Linked DNA regions of Gossypium hirsutum: region 1 is linked to region 2. The links are chromatin contacts, called in public Hi-C maps. All regions are on one chromosome and are shown on one strand. The core of a region is the stretch at or near the end of the contact, and the rest is flanking DNA. Distances in the headings are between cores, read along the strand shown. Region 1 holds the start of LOC107888739. Region 2 has its middle 24 kb from the start of LOC107890213.

Region 1 (6,250 bases), core at 1,593-4,092, 42 kb after region 2:
TGCACAATATGAGCTAATTCTATGTTCCTTTCAGCTGGAGAAAGAGTGTCCGTACTATATGCGTAATGGTTCTTGTACGTATGGATCTAGCTGTAGGTTTAACCATCCGGACCCTACTGCTGCTGAAGGATCCAGCACTTTCCGCTCGGACCCTTCTGGTTCTGGAGACCATTCTCCAGGGAATTATAATGGTGGATCTGATGCTTTGCCATCAACTGAACCAACTGCCCCTTCGTTGTCTTTGAATATGATGTCAAATGAGCATCTTAAATGCTTGAATCAGAATTCAGCGTATGCTCACGGGGTGCATGCAAATTCTGAATGGAGTGGACATCAGGTAGCCTGTCTCTCACTTTAGTCAACCAATGTGTTTTTATCCATTGCTGTTTTATCTAGCTTTCTTTCAAGAAATTTTGGTTTTCGAACTTCCCAGGAAAATATGATACGATTCATAAGAACTTTATACTGAAAATGGATGGAATATGATAGTTAAGGCTTCTATAAATAGTATAAATGTTAGAATCGGCTACGTGCCATGAATTGGGAACCGTGGAGCCTATGCCATTTACTTGATTTATGAAGTTTTAAGTTTCTTCAGTTTGCACTGTGCACAACTCGTGCTTGGCATTAGCCAGCCATTGTTGGTCGATTCTATTAATGAGTTCTGCTGTTATCATGAAACTTTGTTTGTGTTAGTTTTCTTATAGAAGGTCTTTTGTTACTTACTTTGACCATTAGTATGCAGGAAAAAACAAGTGATCCGTATTTAGCTCCTTCAATAGACAAAGCAATTAAGACTGTGGATATCTCCGAACTTCATCAAGAGCAAATTCAAGTTCATGAATTCCCTGAACGACCTGGGGAACCTGAATGTCCTTACTTTATGAAAACTGGATCTTGCAAGTATAAATCCGCCTGCAAGTTTCATCATCCCAAGACTCGGCTTCCAAAGCCTATCCTCAGCAATGCAGGCTTGCCTCTAAGACCTGTAAGTTCCCATCATTTTCCATTCATATAGAAAGAGAGAATTTTTTTGAGCAATGGGAATGAATTATTCCGGGTTGATAACTGCTTTGAAAAATCAGCAAAATCAATCACATTGGTGCATCCTTTTGGATAATTTGTTTACCTATCATAGTATACTGCTGTGCAGGATAGAAGAATATGTTGGAACTATGAAAAATCTGGGATCTGCAAGTATGGAAGCATCTGTTATTTTCACCATCCAGAGAATCTCTTCTAATGGAACTGTCACGGTTGACTCTATTCCTTAGTCTCCATTAGGCTTCCATGGTTCCATGCTAACTTGAAAGGATTAAAGTAGTGGACTTTGGTATATTTGGCTTTTTATGCAGCAGCTCCTCATGACATGTTTGGTTAGATTTGTAATTGAATGTTATTTTGTGGAAATGAAATAGAGGTGTAATGTGATGGAATCTATATAACAGCAGTTTGATTGGGTCGAATGGAATAAAGAATATAATAAATCATAGGGCTTTATTAGTGAATTGGCTCTTAAATTATACCTCAATATTTAAGTAGTGTTTAGAAAGTCACTTAGAAATTGGATTACACAAAGTGACATGGTTAGATAATCAGTATAATTGGTGGCTCCATCAAATTGGGCGTAATTAGATTACTTCGTAGGGGTAATTATGTAGGAAATTAAATTCAAAATTAATTTTAAAAAAATATTTTTATAAATGTTATAAAAATTATATTATAAGTATGAGCACATATTAGTGGTTATAAGGAAAAAATATTATAAATATTAAAAAAATGATATTATAAAAATAATGTGTTATTTTATAAAATTATAATAAAAAATTATATTATTTAAATCATAAAATTTTTCAAAGTTATTGAGTAAAATTATTATATACATTTTTACATTAGTGCTATAATATATTTGTTTATAAATTGTTATGGCCAAATATCGACATAAGAATATATTTATTCATAAAAAAATGTTATAGGGTTCTTATTTATAATTTTTTTTTAAAGTTATGATAATATTATATATTATTTATAAGAAATGTTAGGAAGGTGTTGGTTAATATACAAAACTTTTTTTTATGAAGGTTATGTATTATGAATTTTATATTATTATTTTTATTTAATTTACATATTATAAAAAAATTTAACTTAAGTTATTCTCTAAATCAAAATTTTATAATTGAAGCTATAGATTATTTAGATTGTGGAATTAAATATTATAAAAGATACAATATGATAGAATAGTGCTAGACACAAGCACTATAGATAACTTATGAACTCTTTAATTTTAAACATCCAATGCTTCAAAATGTAATTGAGAATACATTTGTTGTTTTAAAAAATCATTTTTATATTAACAACTTCACATTAGTATAGCATAATAAAAAGTTGGATCTTACTGACATATTAAATATTTCATGACTTCAATCATAGGTGGAATTGAGATGATCCATACTTTGTAAAGTACATGGAAGAAGGAGATCTTGATAATATTAATGATATAGATTTAAATTCAAATAATTATAAACTCAGGCAAAGACCAACAAATGATAAAAAGCATATGTTAAATATTAAAGAGTGAATAATCCAACAAGCATGCACTATAGCAATTAGATAAAATTACATATGATTTTTTTTTACTATTTTTATTAGTAATTGTGCTATCAACTATTTTTTCAAACTAATTTAATACATATGATGATTTGATTTTAATTTTTATTACTTGTTTAGAAATTATTTTATCATAATAATAATTTTTATATTTATTAATATATTTTAAAATATATATATTATATAATTGTGTTATTATAATTTATACTACCAAATATGACATAAAAATTACGATATAATTACACTATATCAATTAAATATGTCTAAAAAATTACAAATTTTTATAATTTTAAGAGAATATAATTAAACTTTCATTAACTTTTCAAACATACCTGTCTTATTCCCTAAAGTGAGCTGTTACTTAACATTGTTGTTTTAAGCTTGCTCCACACGTACGAAGAAAAAAAAAATAAAGGAAAAAGCTGCTTGCTGCCAAAGCATGTCCCTATTATAAAAGAAACATAAAAAAAGGGTCAAAATCCAAGCCTTTCTTCTTATCTTATCCCCCATCAATTATCTTTCCTTTTAGCCAAAAATGAAGAGGGAAGGCCGTCAGCATGGTATGGTTAGGACCTACGGGATCCTCCCCTCTCCATGGAACCCCAACCCTGAATCTCGTTTTGTTCAACAATTCGATTCGCCCCCAACCGCCGGATTATTCACCAAGGTGCCGCTGAAGCCGACTAATCATTCCAAGTTTACGGGACGATGCGGTAGACCACGGTGCTTAGGGTGTCACATGCATCCTGCTTGTAAGTCCAAAGATAAGAGTAAGGGCAGTCATAAGTTGAGGTCAAGGGAGATGGTCACTAGCTATAGATTGATCACTTGGAGAGTTGTTGATGGGAGGCATGGTTTGAAAGATTCTGAGTTTTCAGCTTCAAGGATTTTGGACCATTTGTCTAATCACTATGATGATGATGATGATGATGATGATGATGATGAATGTGTAGTTGATGATGGGTTCAAGGTGAATTCTCAAGAACCCTTGGGAGAAATGGAACACTGTAAAGGTGAGACTGAAGAAAATATTATTGTTGACCATAATAAGGATGATGATGATGATGTGAAGAGTGATGGTGTTCATGTTGATGATGATGATGTGAGATTTGTTTTGGATCAAGATTTGGAAGGAGGAGGTTGGTGTTTAGTTGGGGATGATTGATGATCAATTTCTATTTCTTTTATTAATTATGTTTGGGTTTGAATATTTGTAAATTTGGTTGAATTTGGATTGTGGGTTGGGTCATAATTTAATACTAAATGTGTGTTACTTCTCAAACCATTTGAGTTGTATTTCCAATCTAAATATATTACTTATTTAATCTTATCTCTTTGGAATATTGATTCTAATCAACATTCAACTTTTCACATAACAATATATAAAAAATTATTATACCAACTTCATCCCTTTATGCTCTTCTTTTTCCCTAAAATTAACAAATACAGTATAAATATTTTAATTAATTTATATTTTTTAGACAATATTAATACAAATCTTTTAAAAAAATTAAGATTAATTGTCTGCTTAATCTCGTATTTCTTGAATATAGATTAAAAATTAATATTCTTGTTTAAAAATTATTGTTACTTGTGTAATTTTGTGCATTTTGTGTTTGTGTTCATATCGTATTTTACATATTGTATTTTCATGACACTAAAAAGTACTTAGTAACTTTTATTGTTGTGAAAGGAATTACAATTTATCCTGTAACTGCTGATGATAATTTTTTTTATATTTTAGCTTTTATAAATCACTATTAATCTAATATTAATAATATAATTCGTTTTATAAAAATGTTTTGTATATAGGAATTAGATTTAGGCATAATTGTCCTCTAACTTACAAAAATTTATTTTAGTACTTCATTTAATTTTTTGTATTTTTAACGCTTAAAATTGTGTTTTTGTCAAATTACCATAAAATGGATGAAAAAGTTAATATTTGTTAACTTCGCTAACGTGCATACATGCGTATTTCCACGTGAATGATACATTAGTAATTAATTAATTAATTTTTTAAATATTTTAAAATTTTTATACTTTTTAAATATTTTTAATTTTTAAAAATTAATTAAATACTGACATGTAAACCATGTGTATGTCACGTCAAAAAAGTTTAAAAACATTGACTTTTTTATTCATTTTGGGGTAATTTGACAAAAAAAATACAAGTTTAAGGTCTCAAAAAGGCCAAAAATTAAATGGGAGACAAATGATTTTTTTGTAAAATTGGAGGACAAATAAATCATTATGCCTTTGATTTTATTTAGTTACTATTTAAATAGTTTTGTAATATTCTTACATTTAATCTTGTTATGTATTAATTTTTATGAATTTTTAAACATTTTAAGTTTTCAAAATTTAACATCACAATCAAAATATTCTAACTCCGCCCCTGTGAAGATCCACACATATAATTGTGTATGATAAGTCACGAACTTAGGTACTTAGAACCCAATACCTCTACTTGTGTTAACCAATCGAAGACCTCATTCATTAATGATAAAATTTTCAAATTTCACAAATAAAATTTTTAATAATTTATTATATTCCTATAATACATTTTCAACCCCTAATAATATAAAGTTTAAAAATTCTATTGACAGTATATTAAATATTTTCGCTTAAAAATAAAAAAATTAGAGTTTTTAAATTATTCTTGTAATTTTTTAAAAAAAAATTGTCGATAAGTGTTAGATGCAATAGTATCTTCCCACAAAATGTTAGATGTAATAATAAAACATATTACACTCTCATGAAAAGAATACAAAGTTAACTATTAGAAATCATATTATTAGAAGAGATAATAATAAATCTTGAATATGAATAGTAAAACAAACATTGTTAATGTATATAAATAATTCAAATTTAATTTCTCCAAAAACATTTTCTTTTAAAATAAAAATTAATCACTAGAGAAAATAAATTACTCTTAACATTTTGTTTTATAATTATATGTGTTATAATATGTTTTACAATTTTATTCGAATAAAAATGATATTAAAATAAAACCTCTCAATAATGACGATTTCATAATTCCAACTTAGTCCTGAACAAATCTACTTCTAAAGTCATTTTAAATAGCGAATTAAAGGCAGGCATCTCAACAGTGTTGCCATGTGGATCGATTAAATCTTCTTTCTCTCCTGCAGTATTTACTTTTCTTTTGCCTACTATTATTCCAGTAACCGAACAGCCCGAAAGAAGTAGCAAAGGAAAAAAAAAAAAAAAAAAACCTAATCTCTACAATTCTGCCAATTCCTCACTCAATCTGTACAAAGCTCTCTTTTTTAACTTCATAATCTCTCCCGCCATTTCTTCTAATCATCAGCGAATCTCAGCCGTTGATCTCTTGATTGCGTATCACTCTGTTTTGCACCTTCTCTTGTCACTGTAATTTCCTGTTACTCTCTTCTTCTGTATTCAGTTGGGATTCTTTTGAAATAAAAGAATCCATACCCAAGCAAGTATTGATGATTAAAGTTTGATTTTATTGATGCATTTTGAATGTAATTTAGTAATTTTTTAATATTTGGACTTCTTTTTCGCTCTTTTAGTTTCTGGTTTATGGATTCTTGCTAAGAGCTTTGAGTAATTTAGACTGCAATTTGCTCATTGGTTTGTTAAACTTCATTCATAA
Region 2 (7,095 bases), core at 3,452-5,951:
ATTGTTTCATGCCATTATTTTTTTTGGGTGAATTTTCATGCCATTATTTTTACCATGATATGCACTTGAGTTTGAATATTAATATTTATTAGTGTCAACCCATTTTCCTACTTTTAATTTTCTCTTTTTTTTAATATAATAATTATATTAATAGTCCTCTAATTATTAGTAAAAAATTTATCCTCTAATTGTTAGTAAAAAAAATTTGTCATTAAATTATGAAAAGTTACAAAATGAGCACACAACTATTAATATTTTTTTAATCACTCAACTACGAAAAGTTACAAAATAATTACTCAATTATTCAATTTTGTCTTTTTTAATAACCTAACTATTATGGATTTTTGGATTATTTTTTTTACGTTAGCTAGCTGGTGATAAAAAAAATTAAATAGTTGAATGATTATTTTATAACTTTTTATAATTTAATTATCAAAGAAAAATACTAATTAATAGTTAAGTGACTACTAGTATAATTTACTCTATAAATAATTACATTTCATATATATATATACTATTATCCCCAAGAGATGATATAATAGTAAAGAACGGGTTACCTTTAGCTAGAAACTTGTGAAGATAGGAAGGCATGCCCATAGAAAGGGAAAAGGAAAAGCACAAGGAAGATACTCTCACACCTCCCATAAGATATGCTTCTTGTTGGCATTCCCAAGCCTGAGATTTTATGCGCATGGAAACTGATTTCAATCTTTCAAATCAATCACAGAGTTGCATTGTCTTTATAAATCCTAGAAACATGCATGCATGAATAGATATCATTTCATTCTTGTTTTCTTCTTCTTAATCACAAGTAGAATAATATTTGAAATATATATGGTCCATTGTCTTCTTCATTAATTATTGACGCTTTTGTTCTTTTTAGAGAGAGATTTTTTAAATCCTATACATATATATATAGAGAGAGTATAATATATTTCTTCCTTATAGCCAGAAAAACCAGGAATTATATACAATAATTAATGACCCTGAGACGTGAGAACCTTCTCTATATGGAATATAGAGCTCAGCTAGCTAAGATGTTTAGTAAATTCAGAAGAGAATATTTTTCTTTCATAGATCCAACTAAGAATTCAGTTTTTTTTTTAAATAAAGAAAAAACAAAGATCACATATTGATGAACAAATATTCCATCTTTTATTTAGAATAAACTTAAAAGATTTTTTCCAAAAATTTCATGTGATATCTGTACATAAATGCTATGTATCAATAATAAGATTAAGAGTGTATAAAGATTTTCCCTTGAAAGTTGAAACTACAAAAGATTAATATAATATGTATGTATGTATGTATGTATGTATGTATGTATGTATGTATGTATGTATGTATGTATGTATGTATAAAGGGCAATTTATAGGTTATCAACTTTTAACATATAAAGTTTTATATAAATATATAGTAAGATTTTAACTTCATCAAACTATATCTTCGAACTTGTATAATTAACAAATTAAATCATTTATGCTAACTTCGTTAAATAATTTTAAAGCTAAAGTTACCTTAGCATGCATACATATATATTATATCAACAAATGCTAAGTGTATGAAAAAAACACATTATGCATTCAAACAAACAACATAAATTCGAATTTTTGATACGAGGAAAGAATATTAAAGAAAAATACGCATGCATACTATATAATAATAGAAGTTAATATATACATACGATCGCATTTTTCAATAATAGAATTTCAACCAACAATAAAATTAAAAAGTATATATGAAATTTGATGTTAAATTAAGTAGTCTGAACTGCAAATTACCCTATGGAAATGCTATGGGCTCCATTTCTTTGGGTACCTTTACAGTGGATTTGCATGATCAGGCTTGGGCTAAATGCTTTTCTAATTGCCCCTTTTGAGAGCCCATTAATGAGACAAAGCCTAGGCTTTTTTCGCCTATACCTAACCCGAATTCTATGCTGGTTGGTCTCTTCCCATCTCATCTTGCGCCAATGAAGAAAGAGTTCAAGAGACAACACCAAGAGAATCAAATTAACCTCTAACTGCAAGAGCTTTCATCTTTTTAAAGTCTTTTCTTAGCCGACGACCTTATTCGAACCATATTTGGATTTTGATCAGAATTATAATCCTTTTAAAATGTATTTGGTTGAGTAGAAAAGCGGAAGGATGGAAAGAGGGGTTAAAAAGTAAAAAAATTAATAAATTTTAAATTTATTTGGTAAGAAAAAAAAGTAGGAGAGTTGATTATTTTTCATCTTAATACATAAAAACTAATTCTTCTATACCGGAATGATGAAATGAGAGAGAGATGTATGTCAATTCAAAATTATGTGTTTTTCAAATATTTTAATTTTTTTCCTTTCATTTTTTTAACTCTATTAATGAATAATTTTTCTATCTTTTCTATCAAGCACACCTATGAAGAGAAAATTTATATTTTTCATCTTTCTATTTTTTTACCTTTTCAAGTTTTCGATCTTTTCAAATTTTTTTCTACTCTACTAAATAAAACCTAAAGTAGATTTTATACTCCCACTAAATTGGGATTTAAATAATTAATTACAAAAATTAATTTAATTTTATTAAATAAGGCTTTTTTTAAGGAAATATATAAATATGTCTTGTTTAAATATTTTATATTTTAGTATTTTATGTATATAATTTAAAATTAATACATTATGCAAAGGTTTAAATGTAAAATTGAGCCTCAAATTATACTACCTTTACGTAGGAATCTAAACTTCTTTTTGGTCAATAATGGCACCTAAATTATTTGTTTTGTCTCATTTTAATTTAAGAGTGTGATGTGTGTCATATTTTTATTAGGTGTGATATGTTTTTAGATAGAATGAGACGAAATTAATGGTTAAAATACCCTTCTTGACTAAAAAAACAAAAAAAAAAACTTTAACTAGTTAAGTAAGAAAAGTTGTATAGTTTGAGTGCTAACTTTGTAGTTAAGCCTTATGCAAAATATGACATAATTTGGGATTGACAAAGGTTCAATGTAACCAACAGTGACAGCCAAGAATTTATTTTAGGGGAAAATTAAATTATATTTTTAAGGAGTTAAAAGTATAATTTTATTATTATATTAATATATTATTTTTAAAAAATTAAAAGATTAAACTTAATTTTACCATCTTAGGGGAGTTAAACTGCAATTAAACCATTATATTAATTTAAAAATTCAAAAATCTGTCTACAAAAATTATTGTGATAGAGTTAAAACATGACATGATGTTGAATGCATGCACTAATCCATTTAAACAAAATTTTAGTTTTAAAATTAAAATAATTTATTACTAAGATAAATTACTTAAATAATTAAAAATAAAATCATTATAGATCATGAACACAAACATATATTTTTTCTTCAAATTGAATCATGATGGTATACTAAACTCAAAATTAAATAATTAATGCATGATATAAATATAATATAAGATAAATAATTACAAAGTAATATATAAAATAAAATAAAAAATATGAATGGAATGATTAGGACAAAAAATATAAATTATTAATGCATAATATATATTTAAAATAATAAATTTATAATATTTTAAACATATTTGAAAATAACACAAATTTTTTCTTTTCAATTTTCTTTTTCTTTCTTTCTCTTCTTTCTCTCCTGTTTCTTTCCCCACCCTAACCTCCCACAACCCATAACCCAAAGAAAAAGAAGAGGCCAGGTGTCAAAAGCCCAAGTCCTTACATCTACAATAAATCTATGTATACTAGTTTTATATATGGTTATAGATAAATACTAATTTGCATGTTCATATGATTCACGATTGATTGATTATGTATATCAATTAAAATATATTTAATTATTTTATAATTTTAAAAATATAATTTTAAATAAATATTAGCTTAAATTTTTGAAACATAATTTTTGTTTAAATAATATATAGAACCGCTTAAAATTAACACACAATATAATTATTTTTATAATCTTTCAAATACTTGTTTATATAGTTTTTAAATTTTAAAATTTTCTTGGAAAAAAATTTGAAAACATATTTGTAAAGATAAATAGTTTTAAATTTTTCTTTGAAAATGTAGTACTTTAATTATAATTGTCAAATTTTTAATTAACAAATAGTAATATGAGTGATGTACATTAGGATAAGAAATTTGATGTATTTTAGGATTCTAATGTTTATTAGAAATAGAATTTTATATTATTTATATTTATGTCTATAAATAGACTTTAGAAAAATATTATAAATACCCTGGTTGATAACAAAATACATAATTCACTCTTCATTTATAAAACCTCTCACCCGTCTTGACATAAAGTACACGTGGGAGCTGCACTTTCAAACTTAAATCAATAATTTTCTTTTATATTTGTTTCACAATATATTAGTATTCCTTAAAACAAATTAACCAAGTTTTGAAAAATTCAATATGATTAAAAACCGATTTGGGCCATCAAATATCAATAGGAACTTTTCCCAATCATAAAACAAGTGTACGATGTTCTTTGGGTTAAAATGAGGTCATCCAGATTGAGGAAAATGGGAAATTTATTATAACGTAAAATTAAGAACAATTTAAATAAAATCATAAAATATGATACAAATCATTTTGAATGCCTTAAAATAATCTTCGAATCGTCTAAAAACTTTCCACAGGCAATCGGAGAGCTCAAAACGACTAAAACAGTGCAAAGGGGCTTGTCCAAAGGCTAGGTATCAGGACCCAAGCCTAGAACTGTAGTATTTTAGCTACTAACTTGTTACGATCCAATACTTATTGTTAGGGTACTGGACTCTGGGCCCTTGAAACTAAAAATTAAGCTAAAAGTACTTAAAATCATGCCCATACTCATCTATGTCATATCCATAAACTATCAAATCATTATAACACGATTCCTAAACTCATAAAGACTTTAAATACAAGCCTTAAATGCGTTCCAAGTGAACAACGAAACAAAAGCTTATAAAGAGTTGTTAAATGAGTTTGAAATTTACAAATAACCTTACAAATTCTATTCCAATTTACATGCCAAGATTCAAAGTTAATTAAAACTAAATTAAGGAACTACAATCTTAAACTCAAATCACAATGTGATGCTCCCAAGTTAAAAATATTATATTCTTGAAAAAATTCAAAATCTATTCATTTAAAATAATTAATACGTGAACTCGATAAATACTCAAATATAACCCTACTTATCCTATCCTATTATTAATGTTGAAGAACACTTTAGTCATGTCTATTACATAATGTACTCATCGAATTTTAAGGTTGCAAACAAATTTAATCCTTATTACCAAATTTTAAAGGCTCAGTTTACCTATTAATAATCTATTAGTCATTCTCAAATTCATGTTCGAAACTCTTATTACGGGTACCAATATTGTTTAATCCAAACTTTATTTCCTTTTTGGCCTTAGCTTTCTAACATATTCACATGTGAGTTCCAGTTATGGCCATTAGTACATTATGCAAGTCATATATTCCCTTGTTCATTTGTCTATTTAGAATCATAAGTTTTAATATCAATTTTTATGTACATAAGAGTGTGCTGCTACCCCTTAGCATTCTATTTAGAGCAGCAGTTGTATTTTATATCAAAATATTATTTAATTTAGTTTTATTCTAATAGAATTCTTGTATTAATTTTCTATAAATAGAAACTATGTTTTGAACTATTTACACATTTCATATACATTATTTTGACAAAAAAATAGTGAACATTTATAAATCTATTTTTTTTAGAAAAAATTTGCACGCTTCTGGTTATAGAGAGAATTAACTTTCCTAATGAAAGTTAATAATTTTTTTCATTCCATGCGATTGGTTTGATAAATTTGTGGTTCGAGAATATTGGAGAAAACCATTCGGTAGAAAGTCGAGATCGACTTTACACCTCCTCGTACAAAACACGAGTATAATTTTAGTTAAGTTTATTTCTATAAATAACACAACGGCTCGTTTTCAAAGAAAAATTTCAAACTTCTTTCGTGCTTAGAGGCATTGTTTTCTAAACTGATTTTTCCAACATAAATGCGCGTTGTACTCTTTTTCTCCTAGTCAAGGATTTTCCCATTAGGTTTTTGTAGTAAGGTTTTTAATGTGGCAGCATGCCATGCGTAACATAGATATATTTATTCTTTTTTTCTTGTAACACCCCCTAGTCGTATCTGTCGCCGGAATAGAGTATGAGGCATTACCTAGGAGTACGAAACACTTACAGATAATTTAAATATATTTTCATAACAACTTGTCTCGATTTCATACTATTTCATATTTAACCTTTATTCACCAAATTATTTGAAATATAATCTTTATGCAAATAGCACACATGAGGTACATAATTCCATAATTATGAATGAACACATTTATCAAACATATTCCACATTCATATATCAATGTCTCATGTCTCCATATATCAATAACCGTCATTTTTCTTGTTTTTCAGATAATTATGTGTAACCATTCATAAGCATGCAATTCACTGTTTCTTCCTGTCAATCACAATTTCAAATGACAAATTCATGTGAATGAGCTCAACCTCATTAGGTGTTTAAATTCTGTCACTTTGATTCACATACTCATAATTTACTAACATATCCTATCAAACACAATCTCTGAATGACGAAATCACATAATTGAGCTCAATAATAATAATAATAACATTACTTACATTTCTTTTTCCACACGTTACATTTACGACTTACCAACTTGTCCATTCAAGGAACGGCTTATGGATTTGAGTACATCGTGATCTGAAGCCCGAAGTCTAGCTGAAGTACATAAGTGCTAAACGGAAGCCCGAAGGCTAACTGAAGCACACAAGTGTTAAACGGAAGCCCGAAGGCTAACTGAAGCCCATCAGAGCTGAACTGAAACCCCAAAAAGGGTTAACTGAAACTCATATGAGTTAACGAAAGCTCGTAAGAGCTAAACGGAAAGCAAACACGAGAATTCGCAACAAATGCTGAATCTCGATTTACTTGGGTAATTTAAGTCAATTCATCTTTTTCACTGAAAGATCGTACTCATTTCTTGCGTTCCGTTCCTCCAAAATACTCAGTTCAATTTCATAAGTTTTGTACATAATTTACTTATTTTCAACAATTAACATACATAAATA

Evidence for each region. A called contact is a pair of places that touch in the nucleus more often than the background predicts.
Region 1: a Hi-C map of leaf shows a contact between it and region 2, with 3 times the contacts expected there. The contact joins the promoter of LOC107888739 here to the enhancer-like site in region 2. A contact is called at or near these places in 10 of 34 Hi-C or Micro-C datasets (callus, hypocotyl, leaf and 1 more).

What each region holds. Positions count from the first base shown.
Region 1 is chrA09:13,299,012-13,305,261 of Gossypium_hirsutum_v2.1, forward strand. It overlaps LOC107888739, which reads left to right and starts at 2,843. Exons shown (of 1, transcript XM_016812925.2): 1 at 2,843-3,937. The coding sequence starts at 3,143. The coding sequence ends at 3,772. It overlaps LOC107890214 (zinc finger CCCH domain-containing protein 43), which reads left to right. Exons shown (of 8, transcript XM_041077549.1): 6 at 35-337; 7 at 746-988; 8 at 1,154-1,508. The coding sequence ends at 1,243. It overlaps LOC107888741 (protein FAR1-RELATED SEQUENCE 12), which reads left to right and starts at 5,723. Exons shown (of 2, transcript XM_016812928.2): 1 at 5,723-6,003.
Region 2 is chrA09:13,255,455-13,262,549 of Gossypium_hirsutum_v2.1, forward strand. No RefSeq gene overlaps it. Among protein-coding and RNA genes, the nearest start is that of LOC107890213, 24 kb to the left of the region's middle. Within about 2 kb of position 4,702, at least 3 of the 9 cell types and tissues checked have an H3K27ac peak or open chromatin away from gene starts, as enhancers often do. A contact at or near this core is called in hypocotyl and leaf, where this site is marked.